Regions from separate parts of the Sus scrofa genome. Here region 1 is linked to region 2. Evidence: chromatin contacts called from public Hi-C data. All regions are on one chromosome and are shown on one strand. Each heading gives the region's core, a stretch centred on a gene start, on an enhancer-like site or on the middle of the called end of the contact. The rest is flanking DNA. Distances are from core to core; before and after follow the strand shown.

The links. A called contact is a pair of places that touch in the nucleus more often than the background predicts.
Region 1: a Hi-C map of heart right ventricle shows a contact between it and region 2, with 4 times the contacts expected there. The contact joins two enhancer-like sites. A contact is called at or near these places in 4 of 47 Hi-C or Micro-C datasets (embryonic fibroblasts, fetal heart ventricle, fibroblasts and 1 more).

What each region holds. Positions count from the first base shown.
Region 1 is chr3:74,589,658-74,594,211 of Sscrofa11.1, reverse strand. No RefSeq gene overlaps it. Among named protein-coding and RNA genes, the nearest start is that of ETAA1, 140 kb to the left of the region's middle. Within about 2 kb of position 1,836, at least 6 of the 83 cell types and tissues checked have an H3K27ac peak or open chromatin away from gene starts, as enhancers often do.
Region 2 is chr3:74,509,434-74,514,209 of Sscrofa11.1, reverse strand. No RefSeq gene overlaps it. Among named protein-coding and RNA genes, the nearest start is that of ETAA1, 220 kb to the left of the region's middle. Within about 2 kb of position 2,404, at least 26 of the 83 cell types and tissues checked have an H3K27ac peak or open chromatin away from gene starts, as enhancers often do.

The sequences.
Region 1 (4,554 bases), core at 587-3,086, 81 kb before region 2:
TAATGAAAATATGATTTCTAGTCAATAGGAAAACCAAGTTCTAGCTGGGGATGGTGGCTTTCTTACATATGGATAAAGGTGTTTGTGGGCGAGTTGTGAAAGACAAGACTCAATCACCAGTCACCAAGTTGTGCTTCAAAGTTTCCCGCATATGCTATATCTGGAGCCAAATGGAAGTTATTTTCTTTACAAATAGAACCCAAACGTCTTCTGTGGTTTTTAAGTAATAGGACAATGAACTACTAGAAGAAACCTGCAATAGAGAAGAACAAACCTGACTCCATGTCAGATCTGGTTCTTTTACTTTAACCTTTGTGTTCTATTGCCTTTGCTCCATGTTAAGAATGTTGCCTATGGCCTGAAATATACATGATAGCCATTCTCAAGGCTCTGCCCCTTAAGGATATAGCACTTTTCCATTCACAGAGAGAGAAAAAATCCCAGAACAGAGAATAACATTTGTCTTATTGGAGGTTTACAGGAACATCATGACCTGACCTTCATGAACAGCTGCAAGAACAAAGGATTCTGACACTAAGACATTTGCAGCAACCAACCACACCCCTCCCTCCCTTACCTTGTCTTTCAAAAGGCTTTGCTGAAACCCTTTAGGAAATTCAGGGGCTGTGGGGCACAAGCCAACAGTTCTCCTTACATGGCCCTACAATAAACATTTCTCTGCTCCAAACTCTGACATTTCAGCTTGAGCCTCACTGTGCATCAGCTACATGGACTTGTGTTCAGTAACGAACCCTACATTTCAAGTTATTGAAGATCTTTTTTCTCCATTTACAAGGGATGTTGTATCTCAGAACAAACACAATTGCAATCACCTTCAGCATATGTCAATGTTTGGGCTATAAACCCTCCAAAGGGACTCACAGTGGGGACAGAGCTGAGCTCTCTGTCACTAATGGCCCTGGTCTATTAGACAAGACCAAGGAAACGGCCCTTTATCCCAGAAGAGCATGGCTATTACTGCACACTGATCATCAACCTCAAACAGACAGGCCTGGGAGGGAGTACAGTGGCTGAGGAGATGGAATGTACCGTCAACATCAAATTCTATAACTGCATCTTTCAGATTCACCAAGAATTGAGTAAAGAAAACAGAACCTGTTAGGTTTAATCCTCAGCTGACAGGACACGTGTATTTATGTGGCAAGAAGTTACATATGCCAACCGGGCTCCTGGCTGCCGTAAGTAAAAGCTTCGTGTCAGCTCTTCTGTTTACTCAATCGCAGGCTGCTTTCCGGTCGCACTTGCTTTCCTATATATATTTATATTGAAAGAATACACTCTCAGCAGCTTTTAGGCCCTTAAATGCATTTCAAGAGGAGACCAAGCCCAATCACTGTTACTTAATTAACACAATTGTAAAGACTTCAATCTAGCTACACAATAGCTTTCCTGACCTTGCAGAAGGAGGCAAGACTTCATTATTGAGTATATTGTTTCCTATAAACATATAAAACCCCTACAATAACAATCCCATCAGCTGAAATGAAGTTATCTGAGAACAGAATTAAACTCTAAATGACCTTTTGCTCTCCTCCGTAGCCCCCTATTAATAATTTCTAATCTAATCAGTGCGGATAAATGTACTAAGGCTGGTCATGCCAGGCACAGGGCCAGCCCGGCCAATTGCCGTCCATCTGATTCATTCCCGCCCAGAGCTTGTCTGGAAAAGACGCATCCCGCGCAGAGCGGCCACTGCCTGATTTCCTCTTTTGTTATCTTTTAGCGGCAAAGTCATGTCCTTGTAACTGATAGACACGTTTCTTTGTAAATAACCCTGGAGTGACTGATAGAGCTTTTGCCAGACAAAGGCAGCAAATAGCAAGGCATTACTCATGCCAAGCCGAAGAACACTGTGTCACGGCTGACAAATTTATGGGAGATATGAGCTCACCTCTTGCACAAATATATACTTTCCTGGCAAATTCATCACATGCTTTAATGGCCCGGTACTGCATTTGTCAGCTGTCTGTCCCTGTGCCTTGTTGCCTTTGGTTTCCTGTCAAGGATTGTTTGTTGAAATCATCTAGCGGCCCCATTCTTCAGCGGTGAGACCCAAGAAAGATCAATGATGACACCTGTATTGATAATATTTTACATTCAACTCTTTGGCTGATAAATCATTTTCACAATGCTGATATGTTTATGGAGTGTCTGCTGGTATCGCAATTATATGGAGAGCGATGCCAACTTAAATCTTTGCCTTGTGGGTCTGGATTTTATTTCTTTCTTTTCGTTTTCCCATAATTAAATGTGCCCTGGGAGAGGTCTGACTTCCCCATCTTAAGAGAGAGCAAGTGAAAACAGAAGAGGTGACCTTGTGCTTCTCCATGTTTGTTGGTTTTAAAAAAATAAATGATAGCTTTGTGGTTATCCTTGGTCAACAAGGGAGTCAGGAGAAGAGAGGACAAGGGGCTTCACAAGGTCCTGGTAATGTTCTCTTTCTTAACTTGAGCGTTAGGTTTAAAAATGTGTTTGTTTATAAAAATTCTGAGATCTTCTTTACCCTAGGTGTGCTTTTTTTGTGTGTACGCTGTACTTGGATAAAAAGTTACACACAAAAACCATAGCAAACATCTCTCTCTCTCTCTCTCACACACACACACACACACACGTTATAAATATACAGGCTGAGATTCAGTATTTGTTACTTTGAGACTCAATATTACCTATAACCCCTCAGTTTCTCCCTATATATATCATATGTCAAACAGAAATCATACCTGATAAGCATTTTAGAGGGAGAATCATTTCATCACCACTGCCACCCTGCAGAATTTCAAAGAAATCCTGAGGTTTCTCAAATTCTTTAGCCTTTACCTTCTCTGTAGGACACTTTTGTCATAAATCTCAAGGTCTCCAGGAGGAAACACAGAAAGACTAAAGCACTGATAAGAAGGGATCAAATTATTCTTTGATTTTTCCATTCAAATTATTTCGTTTCAGGTCATATGCTCAATCTACATCTAGGGAAATATTTAAATAAATACAACCATTCAGGTGAAAAGTGAAAAATCCAACTACATGAATTAAGTATCAGAAACACCTTGAGGTATGGGCTTCCCAGAAGTCCTCATCAGACCATCACTTTCTGGTCATTGGACAGAACAACATCAGATAGCTCTTCCATCTTCAAGGAGGTCCAGAGAAGATACTATTTAGCTTCTTTAGCCTCTATATTAGAGGCTAGAGATGAGATGGCACTTGGAAAGGGTTGTTGAATTGGTCGATTCATCGTTGTAGCCACATGAGTAGATGCCAGAGCAGGACACAGGTAAAATGAATATATAGGGAAAGTCCATGCAAGAAGTCTTTAAATTAGTGGATTCAACCTTGGATGCTCATTGTAATCACCTAGATACCAACCACAGCAATTCAAATTTAACTAGTCTTAGGTGTGGTCTTGGTATCAGGCTCTTTGGAAGCTCTCCTAAGTAATTCTAACACTCAGCCAAGACTGAAAGCTTCTGGCTTAGCCAGATAATTCTAAAGACTTGTATGCCCAAAGAAAATATCAAATGTATTAAATGTATCATCAGCCATTACTTTGTGGATTTGAAATTGAAGATTAAACAAAGGTTTAAAAGAAGCTTATAACTGAAAAAAGAAAGAGTAAGAATATGGAGAAATTATCCTCTGATTTTTGTAAGCACTTGAGTGACAAAAAGTTGGAGTTCCCTTTCGTGACTCAGCGGAAATGAATCTGACTAGTGTCCATGAGGATGCAGGTTCGATTCCTGGCCTCACTCAATGGGTTAAGGAGCTAGCATTGCCATGAGCTGAGGTGTAGGTTGAAGACACAGCTGGGATCTGTTGTGGCTGTGGCTGTGGCATAGGCTGGTGGCTACAGCTCCAATTTGACCCATAGCCAGGGAACTTCTATATGACGTGGGTGCAGCCCTAAAAAAGACAAGAAAAAAAAAAAAGACAATGAAAAAGTTTATTTTTTAGTGAGGTGTTGATTGGCTAATACTCAACTTATTTTTTATTTTTTTTAGAAATAGATGTATCTTTTTAATTATTATTTTTCAATAGTTATTTCCCCAATACAATTTTTTCTCTACTGTATAGCATGGTGACCCAGTTACACATACATGTACACATTCTATTTTATCACATTATTATGCTTCATCATAAGTGACTAGACAGAGTTCCCAGTGCTACACAGCAGGATCTCATTGCCTATCCATTCCAAAGGCAATAGTTTGTATCTATTAACCCCAAGCTCCTCAACCACCCCCCTCCCTCCCCCTCCCCTTTGGCAACCACATGTCTATTCTCCAAGTCCATGATTTTCTTTTCTGTGGAAAGGCTCATTTGTGCCCTATATTAGATTCCAGATGTAAGTGATATCATATGGTATTTGTCTTTCTCTTTCTGACTTACTTCACTCAGGATGAGAGTCTCTAGTTCCATCCATGTTGCTGCAAATGGCATTATTTCATTCTTTTTTATGGCTGAGTTGTATTCCATTGTGTATATATACCACATCTTCCTAATCCAGTAGTATGTCAATGGACATTTGGGTTGTTTCCT
Region 2 (4,776 bases), core at 1,155-3,654:
CCTCTGGCAATGCTAAACAAGCATCTCATAGCATTCTGAAAGAAAATGACTCCCCAGTCCATCAACACCTTACATAGCCATTATCTCCCTCTTTAACATACAACTTTTACTTATAGAATTATTAAATTTTGAAAAGAAACCACTTAGTCTATTCTGCTTGTTTTACAGTTGAGGGAACCAGAATCCAGATGGCACAGTGACTTGACCAAACTCACACACCTAAGACTAGTTAGTGACATTCAAGATGAGAACCCGTCCTCCCACACCTTCTTCCTATGTGGTCTCCTCACTCAACTGTCACCTCCCTCAGTCTTGCTGGTTTCTCTTCCAAAAAAATCTTGCATCTGGAATACTGACATGCCAGTTTTATCCCTTTTAGGGCCTTAACATAAAACCTACCAAATTAGGTGATCAAAGGCTTTGATTCAGTGATTAGATAGCAGAATACACATAATGTCTAGATCTTTTTCTGACATATGAACAGCTCTCAACCATCCCCCCTTTGGCTGACTCACCTTCTTCTTAGGTAAGTACATGATGGTGTTTCTGACCACTTGTTTCTGACCATCTCATGCGGATGTTCTCATGAGATGCTTCAGTCAAGAAGGGGAGCTTGGAGTTAAGGGATGCAAACTATTGCTTTTGGAATGGATTAACAATGAGATCCTGCTGTGTAGCACTGAAACGATGTCTAGGTTCTTACAACGGAGCATGATAATGGGAGAAAAAAGTATGTATACATGTATGGGTAACTCAGGTCCCCATGCTGTACAGTGGAAAAAACAAATTATGTTGGGGAAATAACAGTAAAAAAAAGGCAGGGGGCCTATGTCAAACATCTCTGCAAATGCTCATAGCACATCTGATCCCTGCCTTGGCAATTCGTGATATGTGTCAAAGTCTCCAAGACTGCTGTCATCAAGGAATTTTCATGACTTCTCTTAATTTAATATTTATCAGGCTTCTTTGGCTATGGAACTCCTTTCCTGACAATATAGCTATTGAAATCTTGCAACACACACTTCAGGAAAAACTAGCTCTACACTTCACATCTCTATTTCTGTCTGAATCCCCTACTTTCTCACATTCTTGGCACACTTGCTCTGCCCTACAAAAACATTCCCATTCTATGGACTATCTTTTTAAGTTCCTACCATGTTAAACTATTAATAAGGGCTCACTATGCTCTGAGTTCTAAGCTCTAAGTCATTGAGCTTAGAACTTAAAATGGGTTGAAGCCCAGGTCATGGCTGCATGACCTTGAATGAAGTGCTCTACTTTCTGTAAGCATTGATTTCTTCACTTGTAACCTCAACATTGTAATTTACACCTTGCTTGTATCAGCATTGCTTTAAGGCTCAGCAGAAATAATAGAGAGGAAAGCATGCCATTCACCCTAAAATGTGGTATAAATGTTAAAAATTATTATGACAATAATGACCATGACGCTAAACCTCTTTCCTTAAGAAACGCATTTACTTTAGTGTCAAAAGTTCCTAAAGAGGTTTAAAAACTGATTATATTGGGTTTAATCTGTCCACTGAGCAGAGGGAAATACAGTTGAAGAATTAAAAGCAGAAACTCACCAGCTGCAGAACAGAAGAAGAAGGCATAACCCTTTGGAGGAGGGGGCGCAGTTAGAGGGAATCTCAAATCATTCCACGAGGAGGAGGCAGAGCTCTTACATGATTTCACCCAGAGATCTCTCCTGACCTAGCGGTCGGGTAAATAGTCTGCCAGGAGCTGGGTGCCTGGTGGAAACATATGTGAAAATGCTGATGAAATGGAAGGCTTTGGCTCAAGTTGTAGAAACCCCCTTCGGTGACCTGAAGGAAGCCAGAAACCCTAGAAGAACATGCAAGATTCTTTTCTGAGCCATCCCAGAGATTTCTCCTTTTTGCCCCAGTGGAAACAGGGCAAATAGGACTGGATGTCAGTACCTGGAGTTCAACAATTCAGAGTCGAACCTGAGAAATACTAGGTTCTCATAGATGGGTTTAGATGAATGCATCCTTCTTGTCTGCCAGGCTGGTGGCTGGAAAAACATCTGTTACACATTTTAATGGGGTGGGTGGGTCTTCTGAACACATCACGTGATGCCGTAACCCAAAAGAGTGATGTAAATGATAGGGAAATTTAGAGATCACAGCTGGCCAGAAACAAAATGTGACATTGGCCCTTTAAGGCTTTGTCCTTCTGACCATTCCAGGTTCCTAATCCTCCTGCCAAGTGGGCTGGAGGCCAAAATATTTCTTAACTTTGCATTTATTTCAGGGTGTTAATCTCATAGGCAACCAACTCCTATTTAATAAACTCAAAACTCCCCAGGCCCTCCCCCTCAGGGATGCCTGCGTCTGTTCTCCCAGAGGCTCAGCATACATGTGCCTGCCCCTGTCTTTTCCTGCCTGCCCAGGGTGTTGACACAGCAGTGTCAGGACATCACGCAGCTGTCATCAGCCCCATGCCACAGATGGTCCCTCAATTATGCATCCCCCTTCCCAGGGCGCCTGCCTTGGCCACTCGAGCAGTCTACCTGCCACTGAGTTTCACATGGAACTCCAGAGGCCAGGAGGAGAAGCCAAGTGGCATGGGCTTAAGAACCTTTCGCTCCAAGGCGGGCTGGCAGAGGGAGTGGATTCCCCAGCCCTTCCTCAGCCCCATTTTTAATCACTAACCAAGGAAGGTAATGAGAACGTACTTGAATTACAAAGATTCCCATTTATTACTCTGGCCGCCCCTCCACAAAGCCTCCCTTTGGCAAAAACAGATCACTATTGACACTTTTAGAAGGCCCTGGGCCCCTCTCAATTATTGGCCTAATCTCTGCCTGCTCTGAAAGCAGAATTCTTTCCTAACTAGATTTTTTCAAAAGTTAAGAGGCTACTCTCTGCTTTCTTCAGCAGAAAGACTTGGTGAGCTAATGTTGGTATGTTTCATGGCCTCCGCAGCATCTGCAGGATGTGGAAAGAGAAGAAACAAACCAGATGTTTCCAAAAGGTAGCTCCACTAAGCCTTCTTAACATAATTATTGCAATAGTGTATCCGCATTTTATGGTCCCGCTTCTCTCTTGATACCTTGGGAACTTTTCCTGGAGAAATCCAAACCAGTAGATCTGAGTTCCCTCTAAACAGATTTGCAACCTTAAAAAAAAAAAAAAAAAAAAAAAAGAGAGAGAAAGAAAGAAAAAAAATTTGACATATATCCCCCATTAAATCCAAATTTCCTTTATCAAATTTTCGAAGGGAAAAATAGATTAAGGACATGTAGATATTTATCTCAGCCTTCAACATTTACACTCATTTGGTTAATTAGCACTTAATTACACTGTCAAAGGGGAAAATTTTACCACGGGGCGCGGGCAGACCAATGCCCTCCCTTCAGCCCCTCACTTCTGCCGAGAGAGAGGCCAGACCTCTGCTCCGAGCCAACTCCTTCCTCACGAAACATTCGTAATGATTACTTGACAAGGACTGTAGATACAAAATTGTGCAATGGAGAGCTATCACTCACGGGGGCCACGCTGAGGTTCTCAAGCTGGAGCAACAGTGCCCCCCAAAGCAAGCAGTCAGAAACATCCTGAAAGGCAACACGGGTCTGCCCAAACTTCTATTTTCTGCTTCATAAGCCAGGGAGCTATTTTAAGAGTTGCTGGCCGAAAAGCAGGCTCTATTACAACCAGACAAGCATTCCAACCAAGCTGGGGAGCCTCCGCTGGAAGCGGAGAATGTTTCCACCTATTCTAACTCAGACGCCGAGAATTCTCCGCGGAGAAGAGGGGGGTGGGGAGCAGGAGAGACACAGTAGAAAATCGGAAAACTTCAGAAGTCTGCCGAACTCAAGGGAACAAAGTCTAACTCAATTAATGCATAAATCTTATTAAGCGAAATGCAGCTGAATAGAGTCATTTGTCATCAGAGTTTCTCCATCTTGTAACAAATGGCAATATTTGGGGGTCTCACGGGTTCTCTGCCAAGGGGAAGACGTCATTAAAGCTGCTGGAAAATAATAGTATTCGAATTAGTTTAATTATGATGTGATGAATTATCAAAGCATTTTTTAAAAACAATATGCAATTAGCCTTTTTTTTTTTTAAGCCAAAGACTGTTTTCCAAAACAGGAAATGAAGCATAACACCCTTAATTTCATCGTTGGGGCAAAGTCCTAGACACCCTGATGCAGTGGTACAATGAGCATGTAATGAAACCAACTGTCCCCGCTCCAGCAACGCCCTTTGTGCATTGACTAGAAGGGCTTTTGGCTCCAAGAGTGGAAACTGCATTAAGCCAGAGCCTAACCCAAATTTTCTCTTTCAAGTTCTAAGCCCTGTTTTCTATTTTCCTTTATATCTTGGATAGGGTCACCCTATAAGAAATGAAATCTCACATTCCTGAAAGACAGTGAACTGATGAGGTCATATCAGCCTGCTTGGCTTTTATACTGCTCTTGAGGGTATTGCAAGGGGAAAAATAATAATAATAATAATGTGGTATTGGAAAAAGGGAATGAAAATGAGGACGCCTGAACATCAAACTTTTAAAACCAAACTGTATAATCAACAACACAATCGGATAAGCACCATCAGGAACAACCCCTCCCACTCCTTCACAAAAAACCACAAAGAGACCCCCAGCCACCATACTCCCACCAGAACAGCTAAAATTAAAATGGCTGATAAAACCAATGAGAGAAAATTAAAATTCTCATGCATCTTCAGTCAGAGCATTAATTGGTACAACCACTTTGGAAAACTGTTTGATGGTGTGTATTAAATATAT